2 separate regions of the Sus scrofa genome follow, and region 1 is linked to region 2. Evidence: chromatin contacts called from public HiChIP or PLAC-seq data. All regions are on one chromosome and are shown on one strand. The core of a region is the stretch at or near the end of the contact, and the rest is flanking DNA. Distances in the headings are between cores, read along the strand shown.

Region 1 (5,398 bases), core at 1,560-4,059, 130 kb after region 2:
CTGTCCAGAATTTGTTCTTGTTGTATTTCCTACAACAGACATTTTAGAATTTTCCAGGGACTCCATCTTTCTATCCCATGGCTCTATCACTGTCAACAAGGTACCGTAACTGAGGTTGATGTTATAGATGAGAATGGTATCTGGGATCATTCCTTATCTTATATACACCTGCCTCTGTAGAATAGATATCTCTTCACCTTTCGGGTCAATTTCCCCTGAGCTCTGGATTCCATCACATACCTCTTCCTTCCTCAAGCCTTTTGCTCTAATAATTCTCTTCTATCCCTTGAATTTTCAGCCTCTTGTCCACTCCTTACCTTTTCCCTTCAGCTTAGAAAATTACCCATCTCTCCTATATTAGCAACCCATGCGTATTAAAAACTACATCCCACTGACATCTCCTTTAGCCAACACTCCTGGTTTCCTTGACCTACAAACCATTGGAGAGGATTCTTGGCTATTATTGACTCTGCATCTTCACCACCCACTCTTTCCTCAACCAGCTGTTGTCTGGCTGCTACTCCACATGTGACCTTGAAGTGAATAAACGAAAGAGATCTGGTTGAGACCTGTATTTGATGCTTTGTATATTTCCTGTCTCTTGAAGTTTGTCTTTTCTTAGCTTCTGGGACAATACCTATTCCCAGTTTTCCTATTTTACCAGTTGTTTCTTTCCTCTTTTTCCTTTTCAAGTTAGTATGAATAATAAAACAATTATAGCCAGTGCTTGTTTGAGTATTCACTATTTGTCATGCTTCCTGGTCAGATTTTTACACACATCCTTTCATTTGATGCATATACCCAGCAGGTAGGTGCTATTATTATTATCATTTTGCAGATGAGGAAACAGGGATAGAGGAATCTGAATGACTTGTTCTTAAAGTCATGCAGCTTAATAAGCAACTGAACTGGGATTTGAACGCAGACATTCTGAAACCTCACATAATTTCACATAACCACAGCCACTACTGTCCCTCCTATAAATGTTTGTTCCTGAGGTTTCAGCCTTAGTCTTCCTCTCTTCTCATCCTACATAGTCTTTCCTAATATACTTGTCACCTGCTCCTGAACTCAGACTCAGTAAGTCTGGGTTCTATAATCCAGCTGGAGTTATTGTAAAACAAAACAAAATAAACCCCCTTGCCCTGGCTGCTTCTTTATCCCAGTTTCTCCAACTGTGAAATGGGTATAATAACAGCACCTGCCTCATCAGGTCGTATGTAGTAAGCAGATGTTTGTAAAAAGCTGATCTACCTTCACAGCCATTTAATGACTTTCCTTCTACAGCTCACCTTGAATGTCCCACAGGTATTTCACATTTGACATGTCCCAAACTGAAACTCAGCAGGCCCCAATTTTTCAACATTGGTGACGGTCCACTTTTATCTACCCAGTTGCCCTAGGAGTAACCTTTTTTCTCCTTCTCTTGATCTTGCTTACAACCTATCTCCAGGTTAATCCTGTTGATTCTGATGCTTCAGTTGACTTCATTGCCTACATTCGGGGCTTTATCACTTCACATGTGAACAACTGTAATGTTTTCCTGCCTAGAATTCCTGTGTCTACTTTGTATAGTCCTGAGAATTTATTTTAAAAAAAGAGCTATGGCAGAAGTTTGCGAATGTGGTTTTAAAAAATAAGTCCTCAATATTATCTATATATTTTAAGTACTCGTGGTAATTTTGTCCTTTAAAAGCACAAATGGATTCACATATACTTAAACACATTACAAAAAAATGAAAAAAAGGAATTAAATGATATCTGATTGACAATTTTAGGCAGAGGATTTCTGCCTAAAATTCTTTCATGGCTCCCCAAAACTTTAAGGATAAAGTTTAAATTTCTTAGTATATTAGGTCTTTTTAAATGTACTCTTTCTTTTCTTTTTTTCTTATTTTTGCTAATCTCCTAATTTTTTTGTTTTTCTCCCAATAATAGAGAACTCTTGGCAATCCCTCAAGTATCAAGGGCTCTCAAAACTTATTGTATTTGTTTTTTAATTTTTATCTTTTTTACCTTTTGGGCCACACCCATGCATCTGGAGGTTCTTAGGCTTGGGGTCTAATCAGAGCTACAGCTGCCTGCCTATGCCCCAGGCACAGCAACGCCAGATCTGAGCTGCATCTGCGACCTACACCACAGCTCACAGCAATGCCAGATCCTTAACCCACTGAGCAAGGCCAGGGATCGAACCTGCAATCTCATGGTTCCTAGTCGGATTCATTCCTGCTGTGCCACAATGGGAACTCCAGATTATTGTGTTTGTAAATGCTGCTCTTCCCTACCCATCCCTTCTTGCTCTGGCTAACTCTCCTTTGTATTTTGTTGAAAGACTTGGCTCAAGTGTTATCTCCTACAGAAATGTTTTTTTCCTAATGCTCATGGCATGGTTTGGTTCTTCCTCTGAGTTTCTACAGCACCTGGTACATACTTCTGCCATTCAATTAACATTGAACATTGTGGTTCTGAACTTCACTTTGTCCCAAACACCTAGGTCTAAGGTTGACTCACTATGGCCCATGTGCCAAATCTGGCCTCTCACTTGTTTTTGTAAACAAAGGATTTTTTGGGGGAACATAGTTATGATCATTCATGTAATATTCTCCATCACTGCTTTTTCACTATAGGAGCAGAACTGAATAGTTGTGACAGAGTCTATTATTGTCCACAAAACCAAAATATTTATTATTTGGTCTTTTATAGAAAATGTTTGCAGACTCCTGACCTTGCATCAGTAACTGCATCACTATAGCCGGATTTTAGTCAGAGATGCCCATGCCTGGAGGGAGGAAGTAGATCAAGATCTTGCAGATGATAAGTGGCAAAGGAAAGGGGTAGCTGGGTGATTCAGATACACACCATAAGGGACCATGTCTCCACCCTACTCCACTGGCAATGTTGTAATGATCCATGTCCACATATGTGTTCTTGTGAAACACCTCTTAAGAGTGTCGTAGGGCAGGGACTCTGTGTTTTTCATCTTTGTGTCTTCCATGCCTAGCACAGTAACAAGTTGTTAGAAGTTTTAAAAAAAGGCAAGCTTAAGCAGAAAGACTTTTTGAAGGATGCTGGGATGCTGTACTCTTGGGAACACAGGAAGAGGTGAATACCTAAAGAAAAGCACACCACGGAGCAGAAAAATGACTGCCATTAGGATCTGGTCTTTGTCTCATTTCTCTGCTGTTTTGCGCTATGTCAGCTTCATTTTTCCCTTTCACTATGGAATTCCTCCAGCTGGCAAGAGTCATGGTCCAGCAACTTAATATTTCATTTTATAGTTTTTAGCCAATGACCAGACCTTATTTTGGTGTTCTCTTAGTCCCAAATCTCAAAGTACTAAGTCAGTTGACCATCCTTTGTAGTCAGGGAATAGGGGTTAGGTGAGAAAATGGGGTTTTTAGTGATACATTTAGATAAACTGGAGAAAGGGGAAGATCCAAAAATACAAGTGGTATTATTTAGAAGAAGTAGTGCTGGACAGATAAAGCAATAGGTACTTCCTATAGGAATTCCTGGCAGGTGCCTCCTATAGTGACATTTGATAGATAACCCCACCGATAGTAGCACATAAAAGGTGCTTAACTAATATATGTTGACTCAACAAATGAATGACTAAATAGAATGAATAAAGGAGTTATCCTCTTCTTCCACTGTTAGATGAGAACAACATTTATCTTAGAGGCTTGGGTTGAGAATAATAGCACTTAGGTAATACTTGGCAAATAATAGACACTCAGTAAATGCTCTCTAACTCTAATCCCTCACTGGGGTGGATTTGGGAAGGAGACTTAGGGACAATTTATAATAGCAGGTCACCTTTTATAATTTCATCAGCATGATGACCTGATAAAATCTCTATCTGTCTCGATGTTCCATCTCGTCTCCTAATCATACTTAAGTCAAGATGGATAAAACCAGGACTTGCCCTTGGCTCAGGCTGAGTTGCCAGATTCCTTAAGAAAAATTCTAGGTCATCAGAGAACAAAGCCCTCATTTGCAGCAATAAAGGGCTATATTCATAGGTTCAGAAGACTTACAGAAACACAAGTTTGAGAATTCCTGACCAACCGGATCAGGTTTATTTTTTCATGAGTAAATCTCTTGCTTATCTGTTCACCAAACCAGCTTACACAACATACACCCAGACTGTTCATTCTTGCAATTTCCTGACTGTACCTTCTTTCTCAGGTCACATGTGCTCTTTATCTCTTATTAAATTGCCTTCTTGTGCCCAATAACCTTCATGTACATAGCTCTTCAACCTTCAGTATCTGCTCTGGCTCCATTAACTTTCCTGACCCATGCCCATCCACATCCAGAAATTATAAAACAAACTTTTTCCCAGACCTGGTACATAACATTTCTGCTCAAGCCAGGTACCTGGGGCTTTCACCTCCTATCCCAATTTCCATTACTAAACTGTTTCTTCTAAACCCATACTAAGTAATGCTAAATAAGACTGCTGATTTAATGAAAACTTTTCTGTGCTGATAGTTTGTTGGAACCGTTTATAGTTTGCAAAGCTCTCTACAGCTCTCCAATGGCAGTGGTATGAAGATTATCTCCTGATCACAGTGCCAGTCTCTGATCACTGCTCCAGTCTCTTAAATGATTAAGAGTTTTGGAAAAATACAAAGAAAAAGTTTTTGGAGATGAAACTTCTCTTTTACTGAAAACAGTTTCTTAAATATTTCTGTCAAGGAGACTTTTTTTCAATGGCATCTCTCCGTTCTGGCAGACACTTTGGAGTGTTTACTACATTGCCTACTACATTGGTCTTTAAAGATACCTGAATCTTCTCTAAGTGTCCCCAAGTGGTGGTCTAATCTGTACTTACATTTATGATTTATTTGTGACTTCTAGAGGAATATCTGTTTCTTCCCTTTGCAAAATCAATCATCTCCACTCTAACCCCTTATGTATCGAGGAATGTTTTGCTCTCTTGCACATTTCAGCTGTGAAATCTTCTCATATCCATTAAAGAGAGTAGTCGATGTCTCCTCTTTTCCACATGACAACTTGTGTAGGTATGTGGGATCATGACTCTGTCTCATTCATGTTCTCTTTTCCAGTAGCACCAGCTTTAGGATCTTCAGCTGCTGCTCATATATTATAGTTTTGGCCATTAGCTTTCCTTGGGATGGATTTAGGTCTATCAATTTTCCTTTTAAAATTCTTAATTTTAACAGGTTGACTTTCTCTTTGAGGCCTATAGAAGAGAGGATATCTTTAATGTCCTTCAAGTATAATAAAACCTAAATATAGAGGGATTAGAATTTGCTTTGGAAATACAGGCATTCTAAATTAGAAACTTTTGTTGAAGAAAGGAAGTTTAGCCTAAAGTCATTAGTGTGTCAATATTCATAATTGTTCTAGTCTGTTCTCCAAAATAGTATGA
Region 2 (5,232 bases), core at 567-3,066:
TTGGAAACACCTAGGAGTGTAATCATTCTGTCTGTCAAAGCTAAAGTTTCTCCCAGGAGGAGAATTTTTTCTAACTCTGTGTGGGTTTTTTTTTTTTTTCTTTTTTCTTTTTTTTCCCAAGTCCATCATTTCCTTCATCAGAATGCAGGGCTCCAGATGGTCAGAGGGAATTTAGCTTTGGGTACTTGGAATGTGGGGTGGCTGAGCATGGTTACATGTGCTGGGGAGAAGGGCCCAGCAGAAGGAGCGCTAGTTGAAAAGGTCTTCAACTCAGGTGATTTTTCAGGATTCAAGAGCAAGGCCTACATTTACGTCAACCATCAAATGACAAGCAAGGTGTGTCTCTGCTATTCGGTTTCCAGCGAAAGAGGCAGAAAGAGAGTTCTAGCATCCTGGAGGACTGGGGGTCACTGTCCGAGGCTCAGGCTGAACTATTGTGCAGGGAAAATCAAGAGGGTATGTCCCAGGAGGCTTTCATCTAAGTCTTACTAATTCTGGTACCCACTCTGGGCAGGTGCCACCTAAAGGCACCTCTCAGTCCTGATATTCTTTTTCTGCTGGGTCGTTCCCATTGATGGCTCCTCAGCACCTCCAATACCAATGCCCCATCAAACTCTCTTACTTCATCCCCAAACTCCTCCTCCTTTTGCTGTCTTTATAATCTCTGCTCACAGCTCCACTTCCCTTCAGCCTGTCTCCCCTGGTAGAAACCTGAGGGTTCTTGCTCAGTTCTCCTTCTCCTGCCTCCTCACCTACAATTCCTTTCAATCATTCTGCAGCCCCATCTCTGATCTTTTCATTCCTACCAGAGCCACCCTCGTCAGGCCCCCATCTCCTTCTCCACAGAGGCCTTTAGCAGCTTGCTAATTATCTCTTTGCTCTCCAGTTTCTTGTTCCACCAGTTAATTCTTCAGAGAGCTTCTTGAGCCGTTTTTGTTATGTTCTGGCTCTGCTTATTTTATTTTTCTTCCCCTAAACCCAATAATGGTTCCCACCGCCCTTCCTTTAGTGAGTCACTTGTGGGGAACACTGCTCTGCCCCTCGCTATCATTTCAGTCACTCTCACCTACACTTTCCCCCTTCCTGGCTTCTAATCATGCCGCTCCATCCTGGAATTCTCTTTTCCAAAATCTCTCTTTGTCCGAATCTTTTTCAAGGTCTTGCTCAAATCTGGAAGTGATGTCATGATGACGAAGAGAATGTAGCAGGGAGTATCATCAGTGGGGAAATGGGTGTGCGAGGACCCTGCGCCAGGAAGGAAAGAGCCTTGCCAGTCCTTCAGGTTGGATTTGACTGTTCTGTCTCCTCTGTACTCACAGAGCCCTTGATATCTCCATGATCACACGTATTGACACCTGCTCTGTTTTAAAGAGCACTGTCCAGTTTTATGTCATCTGCTAGACAGAGGATTCTGCTTGGGAAAGGGCTATGTACTACTCATTTCATGCAACAACTCATTGATCCAACAAGTATTTCTGCACATCTAGGATACAGGGACCAGAGGCCTTTGTAGGCACTTGAGGTACAGTGGTGAGTGAGGTATCCCAGGGCCTCTTACAGAAATAGACTCTGTATCTCCAGGACTTGGCAGAGTACTGATCACAAGGTAGAGACTCAGGGAAAATGTGGAACTGAGCATCCAGGAATACATGCTTGTGTGACAGCAAGATGAGCTTGACTTCCCATCGAAACTACTTATTATAAATGCCTCCAAACAGTCTCCATTCCTCAAGGTCATTGGAGACCAGGGCATCTTTCACGGAACATCCTGCAGAGACTGCTGGGGCACATACTCAGCCCTCCTTTCCAGTCTCCTGGAGGCTTGGGCACAAACAACCCCCTTTGATAGTGGACTTGCTGCTGGTTTCCAGTCATTTGACCGTGTTCTAGTCTGAGCTAATTTTGCAAGTCAAATTGCTTAAGAGTGAATATGAAATCTTTGACTGGAGCCCAAATATATAAATACCCATCACATTTCCTTCCTCCCCAATTTTGCAATCATCCCCCAAAGCAGTTCATGTTGTCCAGCATAATTAGTTATTTATACACCCTCATGTGGTCCATTGTTCAGAATTAAATTGTCTGGTATACAGAGAGCTTCTCTTGCAAGGCTTGTTTTTACCATTTTCCTGCTTTCTGGAAGCTGTGTATAAATATGTCCTTGTGGAACCCTTTGGGATGCTTCTGACCATGCCCATGCTGGTGGAGAGGAATAAGCCAGTGCCTGAGAGCAAACACAGCCCCCGAGGTCTCACACTCCTTCCTGTCTTCCAACACGAAAATCACCAAGAATTATTCATCCTTTTCTTGAAGACCCAGGGGAATTAAGATGAACACAAAAGGAGTCACAAAGAGGTAGATGTGGAAATTGTTTTGGAGACCTAGTCACTAGATTCTAGTGACTCCATTTTGCCAAAAAGGAAGCTAGTTCCCAGAAAGGAGAAGTGAAAGGGACCAGCCCATAGCGTCCTGTGGGTTAGCGGCAGAGCCAGGCCCAAACCCTCTTCAGCTGACTCCCATCCTCTTTCTACTAAACCACTGAGGGTACCAGTTCAGGAGGGCCCCAGGCGCTTCTGGGCTTGTTAGACTTTGTCCCAGAACTGGATGGCCCCAGACTGCTCTGCTCTGGGCCCTTGTGTCTGTATTTTATAGCTCATCTGTCTCCTCCCAAATGGCTTGGCAGTCAGCTCTTACTGATGAGTGTTGCCCATTGAGAGGCAATTCTGCTTGTTCTTCTGTCATGCTGTAGTCCGAGACTCCAGATGGTCCATCGATTATATTTGAAATGAAACTTGTTTCTGAGTCTGAAGGGCTCTGTTTCATGGGAGACTTCCAGAAGGTGTATGACCCAGGATGTTGTCTGCCTTGCTGAATGTTCCATGTGCACTTGAAGATGTGTATTCTACTCTTGTTGGGCAGACTGTTCTATAAATGTCAATCAGATCCAGTGCTTGATGGTATTCTTCTGTTCTTCTATGTCTGGCTGGGTTTCCATTCATGAATTCTAGTTTATAAAGTTTGTAACATTAGCTTTGATGGTCTAGAAATCTGTTCAGATTTTCTTTCCATATGAGAGTATAAGATCTTGGTTCTTATCTTAAAATGGGACTTTCTGGGGAGTTCCCATTATGGCTCAGCGGTAACGAACCTGACTAGTAACCATGAGGATGTGGGTTCGATCCCTGAGTTAATGGTCTGGCATTGCTGTGAGCTGTGGTGTTAGGTTGCAGACACAGCTTGGATCCAGTGTTGCTGTGGCTGTGGCGTAGGCTGGCAGCTGCAGCTCTGATTGGACCCCTAGACCGGGAATTTCCATATGCCACAGGTTCAGTCATATGCCCATTCAGGGCAGCCAGGGGATCAATGGAATCCCTGTTTGTACATTTCTGGAATGGTTGGCCAGATAGTATGTTTTGAAGAATCCCGAAACCTTCTTCCTAACACATATACAGACTGTCAGTATGTAAACCTACCATGGACATCATATACAATCTAAATAGATTTAGACCTATTGTTTTACCTGAGAAATATCACATCAGCTAGCCAACATCTTAATTTTAAAACGCCTTACCTTCCTACATTGTTATTCATAAGATCTCCAGATTTTCTATAATGATTACATATTAATAGTAATATAATTTATTAGAGTTTAAATATACTTATTTATTTATATTTTATTTTAATTTATTAAATATGTAACCATTCAGAAAAGATATGACAGATGTCATGTCCTTACCATAAGAATTAACAGATGCTAACATTTTGCCATACTTGCTTCAGATCTCATTTTTCTCAAAAAAAAAAAAAAAACCCGAAAAACCAAATGTAACACACATAGTTAAAGCCCCCACTTTCCATTCCCTCTTCATCCCTCCTTTTCCTCCTATTCTCTACCAAGGAAAACACTATTTGAATTTGGTAGATATCATTCCCACGCATGTTTTGGTACTTTCACTCCAAACGAATGAGTCCACTGTTTATGGCCAAGATAATATCATGTTTTTTTTTTAATTAATTTTTACAATCAGAGGGAAAAAAGACTCATCTGTCATGTTCAGAAGCCTTAGGTCCATTTTTTTTTTTTTTTTTTTGTCTTTTGTCTTTTTGGTTGTTGTTGTTATTGTTGCTATTTCTTGGGCTGCTCCCTCGGCATATGGAGGTTCCCAGGCTAGGGGTTGAATCGGAGCTGTAGCCACCGGCCTACGCCAGAGCCACAGCAACGCGGGATTCGAGCCGCGTCTGCAACCTACACCACAGCTCACGGCAACGCCGGATCATTAACCCACTGAGCAAGGGCAGGGACCGAACCCGCAACCTCATGGTTCCTAGTCGGATTCGTTAACCACTGCGCCACGACGGGAACTCCAGGTCCATTTTAATCTCTATTCCTTCCAACTGGATTTTGTTTAATCTTGGTTCTTATGCTCTTTGTCTGGAGATCTTCCCTCCACCTCCTTATTTCCTCCTAGCTAATGTCTTGTCTGGCTTTTGCCAGAAATGGTAGCTTGGACCTTGCTCCTATGATTTGGCCTTTCTGAAACTGTGATCTGTCTGCCTTTGGCTTTGCCCATCTCAAAATCCCTGCACTCTGGACTGAAGAATATCTGCCATGGATTCCCAGTTGCCTGGTCTGTGAATGGATGGAGCTCTGTTACCAGACCTGACCTGTCTGCTCAGCATTCCAGCACCAGTAGGCAGGCTCGGGTCCCATCCTTCCCTACCTGTTCTTCTTAGATCTTTCATGTTTGAGCCCAATCCCTTGAGAGGACACATCAGGGGAAAGCCGAGGGTGAAAGCTGATGAGTATGGTGATGGTGAATTGATAGTAGCTAACATTCTTGAGTAATCTAATCAAAATGCTAAGACCTCAGGTATAACAAATATGCAAGATATGTTGTTTAAAATAATAATCTCTGCTGATTAGAGAGCATCCATTGTACCTCGAATCCACTTTTTATCTCATTTATTCTTAAAAATGTCCCATATTTTATAGATGAGAAATCTGAAGCATAGAGAAGCAGTGTAGTACAATGGAAAAAGTATGGGGTTCAGAGTAAGACAGATTTGGCTTCAAATTTATACTGCCTTTTTAAACAAAACAAAACAAAACAACTTTTCTGAGTTTTGCACAAGATAGATGCCCAGCAGTGGTGGCTATTGTTACTGTAGAAGATCTGCCTAAACTTTCTTGCCTCAGGCTACACAGCTAGTGTATAGTAGAACTGGGATTCA

Evidence for each region. HiChIP or PLAC-seq counts read pairs in DNA pulled down with a chosen protein or histone mark.
Region 1: an H3K27ac HiChIP or PLAC-seq map of alveolar macrophages shows a contact between it and region 2. The contact joins two enhancer-like sites. A contact is called at or near these places in 1 of 47 Hi-C or Micro-C datasets (heart right ventricle) and 1 of 2 datasets of contacts at active chromatin or transcription factors (alveolar macrophages).

The regions. Positions count from the first base shown.
Region 1 is chr13:126,651,597-126,656,994 of Sscrofa11.1, forward strand. All of the region lies in intron 2 of TPRG1 (tumor protein p63-regulated gene 1 protein), which reads left to right. Among named protein-coding and RNA genes, the nearest start is that of TPRG1, 120 kb to the left of the region's middle. Within about 2 kb of position 2,810, at least 1 of the 83 cell types and tissues checked has an H3K27ac peak or open chromatin away from gene starts, as enhancers often do. A contact at or near this core is called in alveolar macrophages, where this site is marked.
Region 2 is chr13:126,520,290-126,525,521 of Sscrofa11.1, forward strand. No RefSeq gene overlaps it. Among named protein-coding and RNA genes, the nearest start is that of TPRG1, 7.1 kb to the right of the region's middle. Within about 2 kb of position 1,817, at least 10 of the 83 cell types and tissues checked have an H3K27ac peak or open chromatin away from gene starts, as enhancers often do. A contact at or near this core is called in alveolar macrophages, where this site is marked.